Linked DNA regions of Mus musculus: region 2 is linked to region 1. A link is a contact called in public HiChIP or PLAC-seq data. All regions are on one chromosome and are shown on one strand. Each heading gives the region's core, a stretch centred on a gene start, on an enhancer-like site or on the middle of the called end of the contact. The rest is flanking DNA. Distances are from core to core; before and after follow the strand shown.

Evidence for each region. HiChIP or PLAC-seq counts read pairs in DNA pulled down with a chosen protein or histone mark.
Region 2: an H3K27ac HiChIP or PLAC-seq map of embryonic stem cells shows a contact between it and region 1, with 6 read pairs. The contact joins two enhancer-like sites. A contact is called at or near these places in 1 of 15 datasets of contacts at CTCF or cohesin (the NIH/3T3 cell line), 20 of 484 Hi-C or Micro-C datasets (Sertoli cells, adipose-derived mesenchymal stem cells, brown adipocytes and 13 more) and 8 of 115 datasets of contacts at active chromatin or transcription factors (craniofacial prominence, embryonic fibroblasts, embryonic forebrain and 3 more).

The regions. Positions count from the first base shown.
Region 1 is chr3:57,469,639-57,473,371 of GRCm38.p6, forward strand. The region is part of intron 4 of Wwtr1 (WW domain containing transcription regulator 1); the gene reads right to left. Among named protein-coding and RNA genes, the nearest start is that of Tm4sf4, 46 kb to the left of the region's middle. Within about 2 kb of position 1,568, at least 150 of the 459 cell types and tissues checked have an H3K27ac peak or open chromatin away from gene starts, as enhancers often do. A contact at or near this core is called in embryonic fibroblasts, embryonic stem cells, muscle stem cells and 3 more, where this site is marked.
Region 2 is chr3:57,554,230-57,557,962 of GRCm38.p6, forward strand. All of the region lies in intron 2 of Wwtr1 (WW domain containing transcription regulator 1), which reads right to left. Among named protein-coding and RNA genes, the nearest start is that of Wwtr1, 20 kb to the right of the region's middle. Within about 2 kb of position 1,617, at least 82 of the 459 cell types and tissues checked have an H3K27ac peak or open chromatin away from gene starts, as enhancers often do. A contact at or near this core is called in embryonic fibroblasts, embryonic stem cells, muscle stem cells and 3 more, where this site is marked.

The DNA.
Region 1 (3,733 bases), core at 318-2,817:
CCAGGTCAGTTACAATAGAGCTGTGAAATTTTAAACTAAATTCTTTTTTTAAATTATTTTTTTAATTTAAAGCTGGAGAGATGGCTCAGCAGTTAAGAGCACTGACTGCTCTTCCGAAGGTCCTGAGTTCAAATCCCAGCAACCACATGGTGGCTCACAATCATCTGTAATGAGATCTGACGCCCTCTTCTGGGGTGTCTGAACACAGCTATAGTGTACTTACATATAATAAATAAATAAATCTTTAAAAATTTTAATTTAAAAAATGCTATTTATTTATTTTTACATGTATGGGTTGGGGGGGTTGTTTGTTTGCCTGCAGGTATGTTTGTTCACCAAATGTGTGCAGTGCCTAAGCTATTCAAAAAAGAAGATGGGGGACCCCCTTGGAACTAGCATAAGAGCTGGTTTTAAACTACCATGTGAGTACTGAGGTCTGAACTCTGGGTCTTTGGACAAGCAGTCAGTGCTCTTAAACATCTCTGCAGCCCCTTGGACTAAATCCTTGACAGTTCATTTAAGATGCTTTATGAAGCATCTTGTTGGACATAGATCAAAGAACACAGTGAGACAAACAATAGAAGGTGTCATGGACGGCACAGAAAGATTTGCGAGGCAAAGAGACTTGACTAGACTTTGCAAAAAAAACATGTGAAGCCTGAACACAGGACTCCATTAACTTAGTTTACTGATGAGGAAACAGGGCCAGAGAGAGTTAAGTGGTTTTCCCAGAGCCCTGTAGCTAACAGCAGGTGGAGCCAGTGTCTAAATCCAGGCAGTTTGACCTCTGAGGCTATTCCGGTAATTTCCACAGACAGTACCAGGGAGAAGGCAGTGAGGACTGAAGTTGGCAGGCCTCAAATTCAAACCCTTTCACCTACTACTGGAGATGAAACTTGGGCAAGTTACTTCATTTCTCTGATCCTGTTTTCCCAGCTATAAAATGGAAATACCAACCCCATGACCTCATTCAGCTTGTTTAGAAGAGAACTTAACGAACCAGCCTATTCAACAGCACTGAGCACAGTTTTTCCTCCCCGAGCCGGGAGGAAGATGGGATTGGAAATGTTTTATGATCCTTTTCGATGTATATGGGTGGAGCTAGTATCCCGGGAATTCACACCACATTTAGCAAAGTTTTAAGGTTCGGTTTTAAAGGCCAGTCTCAGAAAGTTCTGAAAAGCTGCAGCCCTCCCTCCTCCTGCCCCCAACATTTCTTCACATACAAGCTGGGAATGGAAACCCTTTGTAAAACAGAGTCTTTGGAGTGAGTTACTGGTAATCTGTTAGCTCCCTTAAACAACAAAACCAAACGTCATTTATGGATTCAAAAGGCACCCTCCTAGGGCTGAGAAGCTGTGCGGTGGACGCAGAGGATAATGAAAGGCAGAGACAATTTGTGAGTTAAGAAGTTCTGGAAGCTTCCTCCCCTCTAGTTCCCCCACTGGCCTGCAGCTCTGTGGAATAAATCAACAGAAGAAGCTAGAAAGTAAAAGGCAATGGAGAGCGGGGCCTGGCTCCGAGTGAGTGTTTTTGGCTCGCAGGGCACCTCCCACCAGCCAGCTCCTGCCTCGGCTGGAATGTACTTCAAAGGGAGCTAACTGAATGATAATAACCTCTTCTGAGGGTGCTCAGCTTGATTTAAGTGTGTAGCCGGGATTCTACAAAAATGGAAGACCGAATTGTTTTAATTATGAAGGGTGGGGCGAGTAGAAACAAATGAAATGAAAGCGGTATTTTAAAATCCCACCGTTAAAGCGGCTATTTCAGTGCAGAGGTGCAGCTCACTCTTTCTTTCTCAAAGCCACGGAGACTGCAGAGGCAGACTGCCTGGGAAGAGGGGGGGTGGGGGGGGATCTGGTGTCAATCTCTTTTGTTGAAAGCCTGTACCAATCGATTCTAGAAATTCACTGCCACATTTCCTGGAGTGTCTCTTTGAAACACCTCGCACACACTCAGCTGCCAGACTGGCTCTAGAAAAGTGCAGATTCGAAACTCTGATACTTTGGAGGAAACATTTGTTGAGTCTGTAATTATTATCCAAAGCCTGTTATCGCCTAAGAATCACTTGAAGGAAGGAAAAATGTAGATATACTTCTGACTTAAACAAAAATGTAAAGTAGATTTTTTGAAATGGAATACTTCCTCATGCCTCTGTGATCTCATTTTCCTTAGTACAAAATAAGCCTCCAGTTTAAAACAATGACCAATTTGTTTTCGAAAGGACTTTTTATTATGAACATATTTATTTAAAGGGACAAGTACGTATCACGGAAGAGGTTGGTTTGGAGTGATGGAGCCGGGGAGTCTTTTCTAAAAAGATTTGAACTGGCACCCTTTTTCTTTTCTTCCCATTTCCACCCTTACCCGGACCAAAGACTCATCATGTAGCTCTGGTTAGCCAGAATTTGCTATGTAGACCAGGCTGACCTGTAGCAGGCAGTGGTCCTTTGCTTCCAGAGCGCTAACCTACGAGATAGACATACACTACCTTCCTTTGTGGGGGAACACAATAGACGCCCTCAACTCCTAGACAAATTCACCACTTTCCATCCCAACATGTGTGATAAGAACATGTGTTGAGTAAATATATGAATGGATGAACTTAAAACAGCCATCTTACTACAGATGACTTAGGGATATATGGTGAACGTAGGACAACAGGACCAGTCAAATGCCTTAGTCAACCCTGAAACCTAACTCTACAGTGTGCTTTCCTAATAACTATACCTCATGTTCCAAGGGCTATGTAGCAGCCACTGATTGCCCTATACGCTTTGCTAGGTATGTTTTTAAGTTCTGAAAAATCTCTTAAAAACTCAAGACAGAAAACAGCCCTTTAAATCTTCCCTGAGAGGAGCACGGCTCTCCTTGGCAGCATGGATCTGAAATGGCTGTGTGAGGCTGGGCAGCTGACCCTACCCCCACCCCCAGAGTGGCTGTCAAGCTTGACAGAAATCTGTAAAACCTGCTGAAAGAATCCTGTGCCTGCCTCCCTCCATCTGTGTCCCTGTTGCCCTGGAAACGAAAGGCCAACCTTAGTCAGCAGTTTTGTTTACAAGCTTTGCTCTCCTGCCCCCATCCCCACCCCCAAGTGCCAATTAAAGAGAGGACAGAGGGGAAACAGTATGGAATTGCCTTGAAAATAGTTAACAGCGCAGGCCCTCAAAAGCTCGATGCTGTTGCTTCAAAAACATAATGCTAAATTTAGAAACTAAACTTAAGGAAGTATGCCAAGTTGAGAGACAGACAGACAGAAATTCTGAATGATGAAATATGGGGATGAGACCTAAGGCCTCATGCATGCCAGGCAAATCATCTACATGTGCTACATCCTTATAAGAACTCCACAACATGTATGAATATATTCATGCATATATGTGTTTGGTATACATGCATCCCACCTATGCATGTATAGACACCATACCACACGCATGGAAATCAGAGGATAACTTGTGGTAGTTGCCCTCTTTCTGCCTTATGATTTTCAGGGGTCAAAGTCAAGTGCCATGCTTGGTGGTAAGTGCCTTTACTCTTTGAGTCATTTTACAGGCCCCTCTTTCTATATATATATGTGAGTGTACTATCGCTGTCTTCAGACACACCAGAAGAGGACATCGGATCCCATGACAGATGGTTATGAGCCACCATGTGGTTGCTGGGAATTGAACTCAGGCCCTCTGGAAGAGTAGTCGGTTCTCTTAACCTCTGAGCCATCTCTCCAGCCTCAGGC
Region 2 (3,733 bases), core at 367-2,866, 85 kb after region 1:
AGGAGAAGCACTGTGGCTAGAGAGGGCACTCTCAGACCACAAGTGTCAAATGTGATGTCAAGCCAACTGGAGACATCCATGTTGCATAGCCCTTGAGGCCACGTGAGCTTGTCATCTATGAGATTTACAAAGGTTTCACGCCCAGGTCAGGTTCTCCTTGCTTTTTCATATCCCCTGAGCCATGTTTGTGGTAAAGGCCTACGGTTAAGACAGTTTGGAGAAGCTTTTTATGAGCTGCACCCTCCGCAGCAAAGAAAACCAAATGAGCAAATTCTAAGACACTGCCACTGGAGTCAACGTTGGCCACTGGTACGCTTCAGTACCTCAGGCGACAAGCCCATTCTTGCCAGTGTCTTCCCCAGCTGGCAGAATGTGTATAACCCTCACAAGAGCAGAGACAATGTGAATTTTCAGAGGCTGGGGGGAAAAATGGTTATTTAGAAGGAGTGTATCTATTTCAAACAGTACCAAGAAAAATTCCAATGAGATGACACAGTCTTGCAGTTATCTCTGCCAAATAGTTCAAAGAACAGCTCAAGGAAAAGAAAAGGTGTTTCCCAACTCCTACACCATTATCAAGTCTGAAGGCAGCAAAGGCCTCGGCCTCCCAGTTTCTCTTTTCTTTTTGTTTTGTTCTGTTTTGAGATAAGAGTCTTTCTCACTAGGCAGCCCAAACCTGCCTCAAACTATGAATTCTCCTGCCTCAGACTTCTGAGGGCTAGGATCACAGGTATGTACCACCGTACTTAGCCTTATTTAATGAATGTTAGTGTTTATTTTTCAAAAAAAAAAAAAAAAAAAAAAAAAGGTTTCATATCTTTCCCAAACTAAAATAAGTGCCTTTGATCTTAGGGGGGGCGGGGCTCCTCCGGGTCACAAACACAAGCCCATGCACCCATGTCTCCTGCCTACTCCCTGAGGCTACTAAAGCCTTGCAAGAAAAGATGCTGAAGATCACTGTTTGCTGGGCTGCAGAACCTGCCCACCTTAACCCCCAAAGAAATTTCCAGCTTCACAGGCAAAGTACTCACCTAGCCTGTGGCAGGGTTCACACACGCACACACACACACACACACACACACACACACACACGGTTTTTTTTTTATTTTTTATTTTAAATCCCATTTCATTATTTTGCTATTTTTACAATAACTTAAAGGATGATATTTGAGGAAAGGCTACTTATAAAAGGAGTAGTCTCCTCAAAATAACATATAAAATTGGCCTGAAGTTTTGTTTCTTCCTCTAGCTCTGAAAATGAGCATCAGTAATATAAGAAAATAAAACTACTTAGGTAATAGCATCAGATAAAAAATTCTAAAATTTTCCACTCCCTTTTGTATTATGCATTCATCTGAGGACAGAAATAACAGGATGGTAAGAATTTCCCCCTTGCTCTCTCTGCAGTCCTGCTAGGCTCTATGTAAACCAGGGCCCAGGACTGCCACTCCAGGTGATGCCCTGGTCACATGCCTGAGCCCTGCTCACATGCCTGAGCCCTGCTGGGCAGGTGAACAGGAGTTTACATGTAAATCAGGAAACCTCTGAAGCAGAGCAAGCGAGGGGAAGCTGACTCATGGTGCCTAAGCCTGAGGTAACAAGAATGGTTAATGACTCCATGACTAAGCCTTCCTTTTGCAGGGCCGAGATAGAGACCAAGAGGCCCAGAAGCCTCCCTGTAAGAGATGTCCATTCTCACTTCGTGTCTAAATTCTGTTTAACTACAAAGGGTCACAATCTAGTGGTAGGAAGGACAGAGTTAATGATAGTCTTCTATCAGCATCTCCTACACAAAATATGGTTAGTCGGAAAGTGACCATCTCACAGCGCATGCATGAGCATAGATCAACGGACTGCAAAGGAGCTGAAGCCGGGCCTGGCCCACTAGCCTGGCGCAAGGGACTCTAGACTTACAGACCCAACTGAGCTTTTCATTCACCTCCCACAAAGAGTGTGGAGGTAGAAACTGTTTGGATTTATTTCTTTATTTTTAGAAAAAAAAATATTTTCGCTTCTCTCTAAAGACCAGTGACTGTAAATATAAAATTATATGTATCCAAAAACGTTAATTTTATTTTGTTTGTTTTCCGAGACAGGGTTTCTCTGTATAGCCCTGGATGTCCTGGAACTCACTCTGTAGACCAGGCTGGCCTCGAACTCAGAAATCCGCCTGCCTCTGCCTCCTGAGTGCTGGGATTAAAGGCGTGCGCCACCACTGCCTGGCGAAAACCTTACTTTAAAATACTTTTTTTACAATGGTTGATCTGCATGTGCAGGAAATTTTACCTAAAATCTGAAGCTACATCCTCAAGGGTTCTTTATAATTTCCACAATAACGACTAACTTCTTCAGCCAGAGGAATTGTTATGAGCAACAACCTACAAATAGAGTTAGGGCCAAACTAACATTTCATTTCTCATCCAACTAATGGGGGGGGGGCGCTAATATTTCAGGCTTCGTGTACAAACCCCAAATATACAGCCAGGGTGGTGCTCCATGCCGTCAAGCCCAGCCCTCAGGAGGCACGTGCAGGCAGACAGATTTGTGACTTGGAGGCCAGCCCTATTTACATAGAAAGTTCCAGGCCACGAATTTAATGGGGGCGCGTGTGCGGGAGGAGGATTTGAAGGGATGAAGGGAGAAGGAAATGATACAATTGTAGCATAATCTCAAGAAATATACAAGTAGATTTTAGAAATTTAGCTCAGGGAGACAACCTTTAAGTAAATCCCTTGAAAGAAGTAGCCCATCTTGTTCTGAATAAGACATGCACCCTCTCTATCTTTTCCAAACAATGGCAGGTACCTCAGGCATGAGAGCCATTCTCAAAGGACCTGATGAAGCAGGGGCCAGAGCATAAAACTAGAGGAAGGTGAATTGGGGCTACGAGGGGGTTGGGCAGGTGACTGTATGGTTAAGAGCATTAGCTGCTGTTCTTGCAGAGGACCCTGGTTAGGTTCCCAACACCTACATGGTTGCTCACAATTCCCTATAACTACAGTTTCCGCAGATATGGCATCCTCCTGTGGACTTCACAGACACCTTCTTCACTCATGCAATCTATATAAACTCACATAGCACACGCACACACATACTTGCCCACTGCAGTTGATGAGAGGGAAGGCTTGAAGGTACTATTCTAAAAACGGACAACTTGAGCACTTATTTTATAACTTTTACATATTTACTTGCGTACTTACTTGCTTTTACAGTGATAATAAGGTCCCTCTGCACTGCTGAGCTCCAACCCCTTTCTAGCATAGTTCTGAGTCTAAGGAAACAGTCAGAAGAGACTCCACAAACAAGGAAATGAGAGCTTGCTGGTTACCTAATCTCATTCAGTGGCACAGCCATGATTCAAACCAGAATGTTTAACTACAAAACTCATGAGCACTGCCTGACTGGTCTCTGCTGATGACGCTGGCCAAGTATCCGACCTGTCTATCCACACTATGCCCACACCACCATTAGGTCCAGATTCCTGCATTTGAAGCAGCGAATGGAAACTGTAACTGGCAGCCATAGAAACCACTGAAGAGAAGGAAGAGGCCACTTTTCTCTCAAAAAAACAGAAGAAACTACCAAAGGAAGCAACCTGAGTACTCGCCAACAGACCAGCAGACGAACGCATTAACAATAGTCATCTTAGAACATCAGTTAGCCACACAGCGAATGAGGTGCCGTTGCTGCGTGCTACACTGAAAACAGTATACCAAGCAAAAAACAACCTGTC